Linked DNA regions of Mus musculus: regions 1 and 3 are each linked to region 2. A link is a contact called in public HiChIP or PLAC-seq and promoter capture Hi-C data. All regions are on one chromosome and are shown on one strand. Each heading gives the region's core, a stretch centred on a gene start, on an enhancer-like site or on the middle of the called end of the contact. The rest is flanking DNA. Distances are from core to core; before and after follow the strand shown. Region 1 holds the start of Lsm7 (LSM7 homolog, U6 small nuclear RNA and mRNA degradation associated). Region 2 holds the start of Gzmm (granzyme M (lymphocyte met-ase 1)). Region 3 holds the start of Oaz1 (ornithine decarboxylase antizyme 1).

The links. Promoter capture Hi-C pulls out the DNA fragments that hold promoters and counts their contacts. HiChIP or PLAC-seq counts read pairs in DNA pulled down with a chosen protein or histone mark.
Region 1: a promoter capture Hi-C map of pre-B cells shows a contact between it and region 2, with 6 times the contacts expected there. The contact joins the promoter of Lsm7 here to the promoter of Gzmm in region 2. A contact is called at or near these places in 2 of 39 promoter capture datasets (cranial neural crest and pre-B cells) and 1 of 9 other capture datasets (liver).
Region 3: an HNF4G HiChIP or PLAC-seq map of pancreatic cancer cells shows a contact between it and region 2. The contact joins the promoter of Oaz1 here to the promoter of Gzmm in region 2. A contact is called at or near these places in 3 of 39 promoter capture datasets (liver, neutrophils and pre-B cells) and 1 of 115 datasets of contacts at active chromatin or transcription factors (pancreatic cancer cells).

Annotation. Positions count from the first base shown.
Region 1 is chr10:80,853,821-80,858,375 of GRCm38.p6, forward strand. It overlaps Lsm7 (LSM7 homolog, U6 small nuclear RNA and mRNA degradation associated), which reads right to left and starts at 1,389. Exons shown (of 4, transcript NM_025349.2): 1 at 1,361-1,389; 2 at 798-888; 3 at 1-9. The coding sequence starts at 1,366. It overlaps Sppl2b (signal peptide peptidase like 2B), which reads left to right and starts at 1,455. Exons shown (of 15, transcript NM_175195.3): 1 at 1,455-1,568. The coding sequence starts at 1,521.
Region 2 is chr10:79,686,750-79,691,297 of GRCm38.p6, forward strand. Gzmm (granzyme M (lymphocyte met-ase 1)) reads left to right here and starts at 2,271. Exons shown (of 5, transcript NM_008504.3): 1 at 2,271-2,716. The coding sequence starts at 2,662. Cdc34 (cell division cycle 34) reads left to right here. Exons shown (of 5, transcript NM_177613.2): 5 at 1,100-1,649. The coding sequence ends at 1,310.
Region 3 is chr10:80,824,669-80,828,597 of GRCm38.p6, forward strand. Oaz1 (ornithine decarboxylase antizyme 1) reads left to right here and starts at 1,988. Exons shown (of 5, transcript NM_008753.4): 1 at 1,988-2,237; 2 at 3,569-3,714; 3 at 3,793-3,929. The coding sequence starts at 2,092.

The DNA of each region.
Region 1 (4,555 bases), core at 139-2,638, 1.2 Mb after region 2:
TACCGCTGGCTTGAGGAACACGGGCGAGACATGGAGAAGAATGTCAGTCCACCCCGTAACACATATAGAACCTGGTATGGCAGCTCAGGAACAGTTGCCACCACAGAACTCATGAGTAAGTAAGTGTGGTGGCCTAGTCACTGTGACTCCAACCCTCTTCTTTCCAGTATGGAAGGTGCTATATAGTGTCCATAAAACTTTATTGTCACCCATCCATGCAATCTGAAACAGTCTCCCCCCCCCCCCCCAGGGTCTCATGTGCCCAAGCTGGTCTCAGACTCACTAGGCAGCCTGATCCTCCTGTCTTACCCCTAGTGTTGGAATGCCAGGCTTATACAACCACGCCAGGTTTACACGGGGTTGGGAATAGAACTCAGGGCTTTATGCATGCTAAACCAGCAATCTACCCACAGACATACAGCCCCACCCATGGTTGATTCTTGGAGACAGATCTTGCTACATAACTTAAACTGGCCTGGAACTTTCAATCCTTTCATTGGGAAACCTTCCAGGTTCCTGCTGTGTCCAGGTGCTTAAGAACAGGGCTTCCTATCACCTCCTTCCACCTCCTCGTGGGTCCTGGCCCCTTCCTTCAGGATCCATCCATACTGGTCTGGGTGCTAATCTCACTTGACTCCTTTCCTGGGGCTCTGTTTCCCCACCCACAATAGGGGCATACCTTTCAATGGTACACAATAGCCCAAGCCATTATTGGAACGCCTGTACTAGGTGGCTTCCCTTGCTTGCTGTGACCTCAGCCAAGCTCTGTGTCAGGGAGCCCTGCGGTAGGCACTCACCTTCCCGGCCACCCTGGAACTTCACCCGAATGGTCTTATCGATGTACTTGGAGAGGTCCAAGATGCTTTCTTTCTTCTTTTTCTCTTTGTCCTGCTGGGAGGTGGGGCGCTGAGGAGAGAGGTCCAGCCTCCCCATATCCCTGTAGCCTGGGCATGGCACCCAGGGACTCCTTTCCAACTCAGGCTCCCAGAACCCTGGGTGCATCCTCACCTCCAGTGTCTGCCTAATTGAATGCTATGCCCGAGTCTGCATTTCTGTCTGCATGCCCACGTCCTCATCTGCATCCCTGGATACCCCATCTGCACTGTTTCCTGTACGCACCCCTGTCTGCCTGGTCTGCAACCCCCACGTTCCGCGTCTGCATCCTCATGTCGGTCGTCTGTTTTTCATGTCACCTGGTCTGTACCCATGGCTTCCGTCTGCAGTCCCACGTGGCTCCCATCCTTCAGCACCCTGTCTCCCTACTCTAGGGCGTCCGTCACTCTCCTTTCAGTCTTTCTGCTCTCGCTTCCACAGACCCTCGATCCCGCGGCCCTGCTTTCCACGATCTAGACATGCTCACCGCCATCTTGTCGCCTCACGTCGCTCTGCGCAGGCGCCGCCCCGCCCTTTTCTAACGCGGAGGCCTTTGCGCACGCGCAGCCTCGGCGCAAGCACGTTGCGGCGTCCCGAAGGCGTTGCCAGGAAACCTTCCGCCTAGAGCTGCGGGGGGACCGGCGGACATGGCCGCGGCGCGGCTGGCCGCAGCTTTGCTGCTACTCGCGGCCCAGGTGAGCGCCACGGCCGATCGGCCCGGCCCCCCAACTCCTGACCGTGCCCTTGACCTTGCGGTCCACTCGCTCATTGCCACCGCAGACTTCTGGCGGGGCTTAGCCCGCCCTGCGCCCCGGGGCCCCAACCGCCGCCGCCGCTGTTCCTGCCAGCCTCAGTTTCCCCTTTTGCAGAATGGGGCGAGTTCCCGCGCTCCATCCCCGGGGCGTCCAGCGCGGCCCCCGAGGTGCATGCAGCCCGGCACCCCGGCTTCTGTTCTGTGACCTTGGGCGGAAGGGGGTCCCCACCTCAGGGTCGGTGCAGAACGCTGGGGACGAGCTTCTGCTGGGACGCCTCAGGTGTGCGCGGGGTGCGCCCTGGCAGGAGGCTGGCTTCTGGTGTGCTTTGCTTTCTGAGAGAGGTGGCATGCTGGTCTCGAACTCGGCGTAGTCCAGGCTAGCCTTGAACTCACTATGTAACCCATGTTGGCTTCACACTCACTCTGCAGTCCAGGCTGCCCTCCAACTTGCTCCGCAGCTCAGGCTGGCCTCCAGCTCGCTCTGCAGTCCAGGCTGGGCTCTGACTTCCCATGTTGCCCTGGCTGTCCCTGTGCACCCGGTGAGGCTTGGCTAACCTGGAACTCAAAGCAAAACACCGGCCTAGTTATCTCACGCGCCGCATCGCAACTCCTGGCTTAGTAGAGTCCTTTCTTGTTTTGTCTTTGTGGCTCCAGCCTTCAGTCCCAGATCCTGGAGTGTTGCATCCTTGGGTCTTGGGCCGGTTTGAAGGGTGGCCAGTGCGTCCTGCTACTGTGTACGCTCTTGTCTTGTGAAACAAGAGCCCAGGTCATTTTTAAAAATACTTTTTCTTTTCCTTTTTGAGATTACAGACTTTTGTGACAGGGTCTCCCTGTATGGCCCAGGCTGGCGGTGGGCTTGCAGCTCTGCCTCAGCCTCCCCGGTGCTGCCACAACTGGCTGGCATGTGCCTCCTTGATTGGCTAAGCTTTAAGGCATTCCTCACACATGTGGTTCCTGGGCTCTCCACCATGTGGCCAACATCTCTCTTTGGCTGCTTTTATCCCCACATCCTGTTCTTGGCTGAGCATGAGCTTTTGAAAGTGTGTCAGGGCTTGCTGCATCTGGCCAGTGGGCCAGGGCTCTACATCATATTTAGCAGGCCACTGTCCTCTGGAAACTGCCCTCTTTGTGCAGGTGCCGTCCACCAAGGCTATTCTGGTTTCTCCTTGTCTTTTTTTTTTTCTTTTCTCTTTTGATGGAGGAACTCCCCTGGCTATGCCATCTCTCCTGGCTGGACCTGCCCTGGGGCCAGTCCATGTCTTTTTTTGTGGGTCTCTTTTTTTGCTAGTCTGATGGAGGGCTTTCAGGGACAGTGACAGTGACAGGTTCTGAAGGATGAATAGGAGTTTGCTGAGGACGGGAAAGGAAAGGGGCCGTGGGCATCAGGTGCTGACCCAAGGTGTAAGAGATGGTGTTTTCCTGGGATGAGCTGATTTCAGTGTGCATGTGGGTCGTGTTCCTGCAGAAGGGAGTGCTTGCTCTTGGGGAAACTGTTTCCACAGAACGACGAGACTTCAGTTCTTACTCAGGGCTAGAGGCTTTGGGAGGAAAGGGTGGGCCTGGCTGGACAGTGAGTCTGTGTGCTGGGGAATTGCTGGGCGGGTGATGGGTGTCGCCTGGACTTTATCCTGCATGGTTTAGATGCACCTACTTCTCATATCTGGTGGGGAGCAGACAGGGTGCCATTCTTGGCTGGGTTGCAGCCTGGTCCTGGTGCCCAAGAGTAAAGCTAACTGAGTGAGAACTGGCATGGTGGCAGTCCTGGACCCCGGGGCTTTTTGTGATCCTGACTTAGAGACTTGATCCCAAGTTGTTCCTGCTGGCCTGGTTTCCTACCCCTTTGAGGTGGTACTGGGGGCTGTGTCTACGTGAGGATGCTGTCGGGGCTTCTGGTCTCCAGGTCTTCCAGGTGTGATCAGGACACAGTGCCTTAGAACTGGTTCTTGGAAGAGCCTGACCTGTTAAGAGTGTCATTGTGCTGTCCCCTTGGTGACGGAGTAGAAAGGCTGCCGTGTGAGTGTGTGTGGTGGGGTGGGGTGGGTGACCGTGAATGCGCCTTTGTGTGGTCAATGATCACTGTGAAGAGAGGCAGTTCTACCCGTTTCCGTTTTACACAAAAGCCACTTTTCACAGAGAGCCCATCCTGGGTCCACACAGCGCTGCTGTGCTCTGACAAGGGGAGCTCTCTGCTCTGCAGGCCCCTGTCACCATTGCTCCACTGCTGGGGGAGGGGGGAGAGGAACCATGGTCACAGGACTGAACTTATTTGTGTGCTGCTAAAACTTCATAAACACAAAAGGCAGGCGAGTTTGAGATGTGAACTCTGGCCCCCCTGTGGCCCCCAAATCCCTCATGGAAGGAACTTTGTGGGAGGGGCACATGGCTGGTGGGTGTCTAGGGCCACATGGAGGTGCTTGGGGGTGTCCTGAAGTGCTTGGGGGTGGGTTCTGATTTTTCCCAGGGTGGAAGGAGGTTCGGGAAGAGGCTGGAGTGGGCGTGTAGCTCTGAGACCAACTGATCTGAGCCCTGTGGTCTCAGTTGTCCTCTGCCCCTGCCCTCCCCTGAACTGGTGATGGCTTCAGCTCAGGGCCTTCCTGGGCACACCCAGCTGCCTGGAGAGGCAGACAGGGATAATATCTTGGGGACAGTTGGTGTCAGGGGCTCAGCTCTCTCTGGAGAGGAGTAGGGCCAGCACTAGGTCCCTGCAGGGGACGCTTAAAAATGAGGTCCCCAGCTGCTTGCACTGTGTGTGGTAAGCATCTCCAGTGAGGACTGGGGTGACCTGGGCCTTCCTCATGCTGCCATGTTGAGATCAGGGCCTCCTGCAGTGTTTCAGGCTAAGTTGGAATCCCAACCCCCAAAAGCTGGCAAGCCAGGTCTGTGCAAGAAATTCTGGTGGGGACCCTGACATCTGCTAGCTGCAGGTTA
Region 2 (4,548 bases), core at 1,021-3,520:
GGCCTGTAATTTTCTGCCTCCTGCTCTTCACCGGCAGGGAAGAAGGCTGATTACCCTGTGTTGTGCTATAGCAGCTCTCCAGCTTCCTGGCAGCCCTTAGCCCAGCTCTCCTGGCTGCTTCCTCACTGTATCCCTGTCCCAGAGCAGGAGCCCCAGGCTATTTTTACCATTCTGACACCAGGAGACACTCAATGTGACCATGAGGCCTGTACTACTCCTGAGATTCAACCTGAGAGCCAGTGTCTAGTCAAGGACAGGAGAGCTGGGAGCCTGTGAGAAGGGCCTTGAGGGCAGGTTGGGCTGTTAGAATGAGCTGCTGTCACAGGCTTCCCTCTAACATTGTTTTGTACCCCATTCCCTCTGGGAAGCTAAGACCCGTGTCAGCTCTACTTGCCTTTTGCATTAGGACCTGTGCACTGCGACTGTCCTGAGGATGGCCTGACCTCTCAGGCACTTGAAGCTCTGTCCCAGGCCCTGATTTCTTTACTTAATTGCTGCCCCCTGTGCAAGGAAGCTCTTATGTGTTGCTTCACCCGTATCTTTGTCACTTCATCCATGGCCTGTGGGGCCTGGAACCTCATAAGGTTCTTCTGGGACTGCCCTTCATCAGAGTGCCCCTCAGGTCAGGCTGCAGTTTGGGGGAGTTTGATGTTGGTGTGGAATGTGGGTAGGTGTGTGCTCTTTAACCTGGAACTAGTGTCGTGGCCCCCACAGTACTGGGATTACAGCATGGATCCTGGTGTGCCCAGCTGTTTCTGTGGTGCTGGGAGCTGGCCTTGGGTCCTTGTGCTTACACAACAAACACTCTGACTGCATCACCTCCACTTTTTTTTTTTTTTTTAATGACTGTTGTCATAAGACAGATCCTATTACAGCTGAAGCCACCCTGAGACTCAGCAGGCCTCCTGCCTCAGCCTCCAAGTACTAAGTGACAAACCTGTTTCCCACAGCCAGCTGTGGTTACCTTCCTGCTGGGAACTGGCCACTCCTTGTCCCCACGCCCTTTATTCCCTCCCACCTGCTCCCTGCCCTCCATTCAGTGTCTATTCTTGGAATCCCATTGTCCTGGGCCTTGGCCTCACCTGCCCTGTCTCCCCAGGAAGCAGGTCCTGGGGACCAAGGTGGACGCGGAGCGCGATGGTGTGAAGGTGCCCACTACGCTGGCCGAGTACTGCGTGAAGACCAAGGCGCCGGCGCCCGACGAGGGCTCGGACCTCTTCTACGACGACTACTATGAGGACGGCGAAGTGGAGGAGGCCGACAGCTGCTTTGGGGATGAAGAGGATGACTCTGGCACCGAAGAGTCCTGACCCACGTCCCTGAAATAAACTTACAAATTTTACCTCAGCAGGACCCGTGTGGGCCTCAGGCGACAGACTACCTCACCGAGGTTCCATGTGGGCTCCCATCCCATGATCCTTAGGTCCTCTTACCCCGTATTCCCCATGGGTTTTCCTCGGCTTTGGAGAAGAGCTGTGGTGCAGGGCAAACACCCCACTCAGCTTTCAGATGATGACAAGCCTGGGAGGCTGGGGACCGACTGCCTGGTGGGGAGCCAGAGACTCCAGCCCAGCCCAAGGAAGGCCAGCACCACAGTCTCCTCTCTGCTTTTGGTGTGTGTGAAATAAAATAAAATAGCTTTCTGAGAAGCTGAGAGAATCACCTAGGACGCCGGTGGCACTCGGTACTGAGGGCCACCTGGGTAGCCCGGCCAAGGCCGTGGGATGGGCAGGAAGAGATAGTGACTGTTAAGGCTCAGGATTGTACAGGGGCCCCAGGCCCAGAAGCAACTTGCTGCCTGCAGATCCCACCTTCCTGCATCTGGCACTGTGGCTGTCTGTGTCCGCCTCCATCCTGCAGTCAGAAGGCCTGGGTCCTGAGGCGTGCAGAGGACTAGTATCCCAGCAGTCCTTGTGTCCTGGGCACTTCTTCAGCCCTGGGAACTCCAGTGCCTGCCTGAGGAGTCCCTGTGGCAGGCAGCCTGGTGACTCCCCACAGGAAGGACAGGCTGAGTGATGCTCTGACCACATCATGCTGTGCAGGGTGGCTACAGTGACCCAGTGCTGAAATAGCATTGGGTGCCATGTAAAGAAAGGAAAAGAAAGTGTCACTTTCATTGCGTGGGCCTGTTAACTCTCCAGAGTTCCAGTCTCCAGAACAAAGCTGTACTCTACTGAATAGCACTTCATGGAACCTGTGCTGCTTATAACTGATGAGAGAAGGACAAGTTGTTGGAAAGGCGTTAGTTCAGGCCTTCCTCTACCCGTATAATTTGCAGCCAGCCTTATGTACAAAGTTGCAGGGCCAGCAGTAAGGCTCAGTGGGTAGAGGCCTGCCACCAAGCCTAGCACAGGACCTACACGGCTCAAGGAGAGAACTGACCCTGTGAGTCATCCTCTGTGGGGGTTGAGGTCCATTGAGACAGACCCAGTGTTTACCTGGTGCTAATCACCAGAATGAGCATCACTGGGCTATAGTTGCTGCCCCCCAGGCAGGGGGCAGCTTTGACAGCAGAATTGCTTTCTAAAACCACACAGCAGGGTGTGAAGTAGGAGGAGTTGACACTTGTGCAAGGTGGGTGGTACTGGGAAGGCCACCTGTCCCCACAGGAAGAGAGAGTGGGGAACCCTTTCCCCCAGGGACCACTGATCCTGTGCCAGGATGGAGGTCTGCTGGTCCCTGCTGCTACTGCTGGCCCTGAAAACACTGTGGGCAGGTGAGCATTCGGGGGAAACTGAGGCCCAGAGCCGGGTATCCAGAGGGCTGTGGATGGGAGGCATTACGTACAGGGAAACTAGCAGATGATTCAGAACCCTGAGTAAAAACAGCGTAGAGCCGGGCGCGGTGGCGCGCGTCTTTAATCCCAGCACTTGGGAGGCAGAGGCAGGCGGATTTCTGAGTTCGAGGCCAGCCTGGTCTACAAAGTGAGTTCCAGGACCCCCAGAGCTATACAGAGAAACCCTGTCTCAAAAAAAAAAAGAAAGAAAACCACGTAGCCTGGTGACAGGCCTCTGAGCTCAGTATTTGAGGGGTCTGAGGCAGGAGGATTGCCATGAGTTCAGTTAGAGTGAGACCTATCAGAGGAAACAAAATGGGGTTAAGGATATAGCTTAAGTTGGGGCATATGCCTGGTGTACAGAAAACCTGGGCTCCATACTCCATTCCACCAGGCATGGTAGAGCACACCTGTCATCCTAGCACTGGAGGTGGAAGACCAGGAATTCAAACCCTTGCTCAAACCCTTGCTCTCCAGTGAGTTTGAGGCCATCTGTGCTACAGAGCCTCCTGAGCACTGACATTAGAGGTGTGTGGCTACCACACATGACTTTCTTTTTGTAAAGGTATTGCCATGTAGCCCTGGCTGGCCTGGAATTTATAAGTAAATACCCGCTTCTTGAGTTTGGTCAATGAGAGGCTGTGCTACCATCCTGAGGTACAGATGGCCTACAACTCACTGTAGAGCTGTGTCTCATGCCTGTAACCCCAGCTCTAGGGGACGAGCCAAGCCACAGGGTCCCTGAGGCTCTGGGAATGTGCTGAATCAGTGAAGCCTCAATTAAGGTATAGGGCAATGCAGAAAACACCAGACTTGGTCTCTGACCTCCATATATATACATCTATCTGTATGCATAGATGCATTTGTCTATTTGAGACAAGATCTCACTATTGTAGTCCTGGCTGACTGGAACTCACGGAATCTGCAGCCCTCTACCTCGTAAGCACTGGGATTGGAGTTATGTGCCACCTCCCAAGTTTTGATGCTTATATTAGTTTGGAAACTTTTAGAACCTCTCCAAAAAATAAGGAGGGAGAGAGGAGGTTGGCTTTTGCAAGTATAACAACTTATGGGCTATCCACTGGTCTCTCAGACCACACAGTAGCTTTTTGTCTTGAGAGTCCGTAGAGACCCTAGCACAGTGTAGCCAAAACTGATCTCAAACTCCTAGCAATCTGTCTCAGCCTCCCAAGGCCTGCCTTTACAATGGGACTTTAAAATATGAAGAGAGGCTGGGCCTGCACCTCAGAGGACAGAGCAAGCTCTTGTCTAACATTCAAGAGGTCCTGGCTTCCACCAGGCATAGCAGCACATACCTATCAGGGGAGATAGAAACAGGATTGGGAGTTCAAAGTCACCCTCAGCTACATTAGTTCCTGGCTAACCTGGGCTACTTGAAAAGAAAAGTTTTGTTTTTTTAAGGGGGAAAAAAAGAAGGAAGCACTCGTGGATGGGAGACTTCCTTGGGTGGTGAAAAGCTATTCAGTTGTGGGTGGTAGCCACAAGTTGTATAGACAGAGGTCAGCCTGCCAGTTTGTGAACTGGGCCCTGCCACTTGGTGACACTTTCTGTGACACTTTCCCAGAGAATATCCGGTTTCTCTTTAGACTTGGTTTGAGTTTTTTCGTCGTTTTTTTTTTTTTTTTTTTTTTTTTTTTTTTCTTCAAGAATTGCTGGACTGAGCTGGAATGATGGCTCAGTTAAGAGCGCTGACTGCTCTTCCAGAGGTCCTGAGTTCAATTCCCAGCAACCACATGGTGGCTCACAACCAT
Region 3 (3,929 bases), core at 738-3,237, 1.1 Mb after region 2:
AGTCAAACTGACGTTGGAATAGGCAGTGTTTGATCAATTTTAGTCTCAAAAGACACAGGATTAACCGCCAGAGAAACCTTGTCTCAGAAACAAAACAGCACAGAACAACACAGGTCCCACAGATGTCTGAAGGGGCTCCTGACCCTCAGATTTGGAGTTCCTGGTGGTAATGAATCATCATGTGGATGGGAATAGAATCTAGATCGTTTGGAAAAACAGCCAGTTTTGTTTTGTGTGTTTGTTTTTTGAGACAGGGTTTCTCTGTTAAGCCCTGACTGTCTTAGAACTTACCCTCTAAGACCATACTGGCCTGGAACTCAGAAGAGATCCACGTGCCCTGTCTCCAGAGTGCTGAGATTAAAGACTTGTGCCACCACCACAGGGACATCTGTTTATCAAGACAAGGGATTTTTTGGCAGTCCATGATTACTTGGAACTTCCAGCAATCCTCCTGCCTCAGCTAGGTTGAGTGGCTTTTATCACAACCATAGATAGATTTTTACTGAATTCTGATCTTTGTATCACACTGTAGTTTGCTCACAAAAAAAGAGAATTAGAGGGGGCTGGAGAGATGGCTCAGAGATTAAGAGTACTGACTGCTCTTCCAAAGGTCCTGAGTTCAATTTCCAGCAACCACGTGGTGGCTCACAACCATCTATAATGGGATCTCACACCCTCTTCTGGTCTGTGTCTGAAGACCAGAAACAACAACAGTGTACTCATATAAATAAAATAAGTAAATCTTGAGAGAGAGAGAGAGAGAGAGAGAGAGAGAGAGAGAGAGAGAGAGAGAGAGAGAGAGAGAGAGAGAGAGAGAGAGAGAAAGAGCAGGGTGTGGTGCCACAGGCCTTTAATCCCAACACTCAGCTGGCAGAGTCAGGCAGATCTCTGAGTTTGAGGGTAGCTTAGTTTATAGAGTAAGTTCCAGGACATCCAGGGCTACACAGAAAAGCCCTGTCTCAAAAACAAAACATACAAAACAAAACAAAACAACAACAACAAAAAACCCATAAAGAGAAAAAGAATACGAAATTCTTTAAGAATAAATTGTAAGCAGGGCAGTGATGGCGCACGCCTTTGATCCCAGCACTTGGGAGGCAGAGGCAGGCAAACAGAGAAACCCTGTCTCAAAAAACAAAAATCAAAATACAACAACAAAAAAGCGGCGGCGGCGGGGGAGGGGGGGTTGGGATGAAGGAAACCTTCAAGCTGAGTCTATGAGAAAAGTTGTTTAAATTCCAATTTGACATAAAATACTTCTCTAGATTGGGATACTTAACTTTTGACAGATTTTCTTTTAAATAGCAAGTTGCTTTTAAAACAAAGAGTCCCAATCTATTACCCATTATTACAAGGTCATTAGAATAATTTTGCCGCGTGGGGGATGGGCACCAAGCAAACCGCCTAGGTCAGCCTCAGGTACCCTTGACAGTTATGTCCTGACAGTCTTCCCGGAGCGGGGCGTCCCATGAGTGGGACCATAATGGTTAAGATGGAAAGGATGACAGATGACAAAACTGAAGGGCCACAGGTACTAGAGGAGGCGCAGAGTCCTAGCCTTGAGGCCTGGGCTAGATGGGGGTTTACGTCCTGGAGGCGACTACAGAAGCCCCGCCTCCGCCTCACGTCATAAAGCCTCGAGGGCGGGCTTGTCAGAACTCCAACCAATCCTCAAAGGGGCCAATACGTCCGTTTTTCTACATTGACCGATCAGAGCCTTGTAGGGGCGGGACGCGTCTGGCTTTTCTGTCTTCCCTCCCACAGAGTGACGCAAACACGCGGGGCCGGGATTCTCCTATCGCCAACTAATCATCAACGGAAACCTTCTGTCTGTCTTTTTACTCTCGCCAATCAGAAGCCGGAGTAGGTGGGACGCATTTGGTTTTTCCTTGGGCTGCCACTGTGGCCCCACCCCGTTCCTCCGTCGCCTCACACTGCTGCGTTTACGCCTGCGTGTGGGGGCGTGGCCTGCCGTGACGACGCATATAAAAGTGGGCGTCGGCGCCGGCGCCATTTTGCGAACGGCGAGCAGCGGCGGCGGCGCGGGAAGTGCAGCGGAGGTTTTTGCTGGTTTCGGACCCCAGCGGCCGGATGGTGAAATCCTCCCTGCAGCGGATCCTCAACAGCCACTGCTTCGCCAGAGAGAAGGAAGGGGACAAACGCAGCGCCACGCTTCACGCCAGCCGCACCATGCCGCTTCTTAGTCAGCACAGCCGCGGCGGCTGCAGCAGCGAGAGGTGAGAGCCCTGCCCCCGCCGCCGCGAACCTTCCAGAAACAGCGTCCGCGTAGGCCCCAGAGGGCAGCGCAGGACGCGCAGGCCCGGAGCGGGGTCGGCCTCCGGCGCCAGATAAGTCTCGGCAGCGCGAGATCCGCCCCTTTGTGGCGGCCACAATCGCGCAGGGGGCGGGGCGGGGCGGGGCGGGGCCTGTGGAGCGGGTCGCGGACTCGGATTTGGGATTCGAGTGGAATTAGGGAGTCTCAGGTTGAGGAATAGGGTTTGGTTTGATTGGAGGACCGGGAACATTTCGCGAAAATGTAGGATTCGATTTTGGGTTCGAATCGGATTCGGGGGTTGTGAGTTGAGCCTAAGATTTGGGGAGGGATCTGAGAAGAGATTGGAGACTCGAATTTGGGGTCTGCCTCTCGGATATGTGAGCTAGTTCTAATGTCAGGTGGCGAAGTGTTTGTGGTTACCTGTAGGGCGTTTGGGTAATAAATCGTATGCTATGTAGAGGTGGGGCTCGTCCCGGTGTTTGGAGTTCTTTGCAGAATACTGGGATTTTGGGTGCTGTTGGGGAGGAATCCTATTATATTCTTGGGTACATGTTGAGGACTCATTTCTTGGTGGGAGAGTATGGGATCAGATTTGGGGTGTTGAGAAAGAAGCTTGTGTCGGTTTAGGAAGTCACAGGTGGGGAAGCTGGGATGAGGTTTAGGTTGGATTTAGTGATTGCGTGTTGAGGGCTCTAATACTTTGGAGGGATTTGGGTCAGAATTAGGACCTTGGAAGTGGTCAGGCTTGGGGGCTCACAGAGCTATGTTGGAGGACATGGAGGTGGTGTGGTGTGGTGAGTATGATGTGAGGTGACCTTAATCCCTGGTCCACTTGGCAGTTAAAAGTCTGCAGTGGGTGGGATGGAGGGTATCACTTGAAGGGTTCAGAATGGGGACTGGTTTGGGAAGGGCGTCGATATAGGTGGTAGGAACTTTGGATATAGGCTGTGCAGACACCTATAGAGTGGCAGTAGGGAAGAGAGGAGACTTGGGGTTGTCTGACTCTAGAGCATGAGTAGTTAGTGAGGTAGAACTTTGGGGTCACTGGTAGCTGCTGACCAGAGGGTAGGAAGGAGCGAGTGACCTGGTGTGAAGGGAGGATTGGCAGCATGGAGTGGGATGGGCCACAGTGCTGAGATGACACTGCCTGTGAGGCCTGTCTTGCTACAAAAGGGGCAGAGTCACACAGGTGAGGGGCAGTGACTCGGGTTGACTGTTGTCAATGGCTCTTGAGTGGGAAGCCCGGGCACTTAATTATTGCCGCTGCTGCCACCTGAGCATTGTTTCCTGCAGTTCTAGGGTTGCCCTTAATTGCTGTAGTAACCTGGGTCCGGGGCCTCGGTGGTGCTCCTGATGTCCCTCACCCACCCCTGAAGATCCCAGGTGGGCGAGGGAACAGTCAGCGGGATCACAGTCTTTCAGCTAGCATCCTGTACTCCGTGAGTACCTGTGGAGAGCCCGGGGGTGCCTGGCACTGGCAAAGTAAGCTGGCCAACCTGACAACCCTGCTCCCCTAGGACGAGCGGCTGAATGTGACAGAGGAGCCGACGTCTAACGACAAGACCAGGGTCCTGAGCATCCAGTCCACGCTCACGGAGGCCAAGCAGGTCACCTGGAGGGCGGTGTGGAGTGGTGGTGGCCTCTACATCGAGCT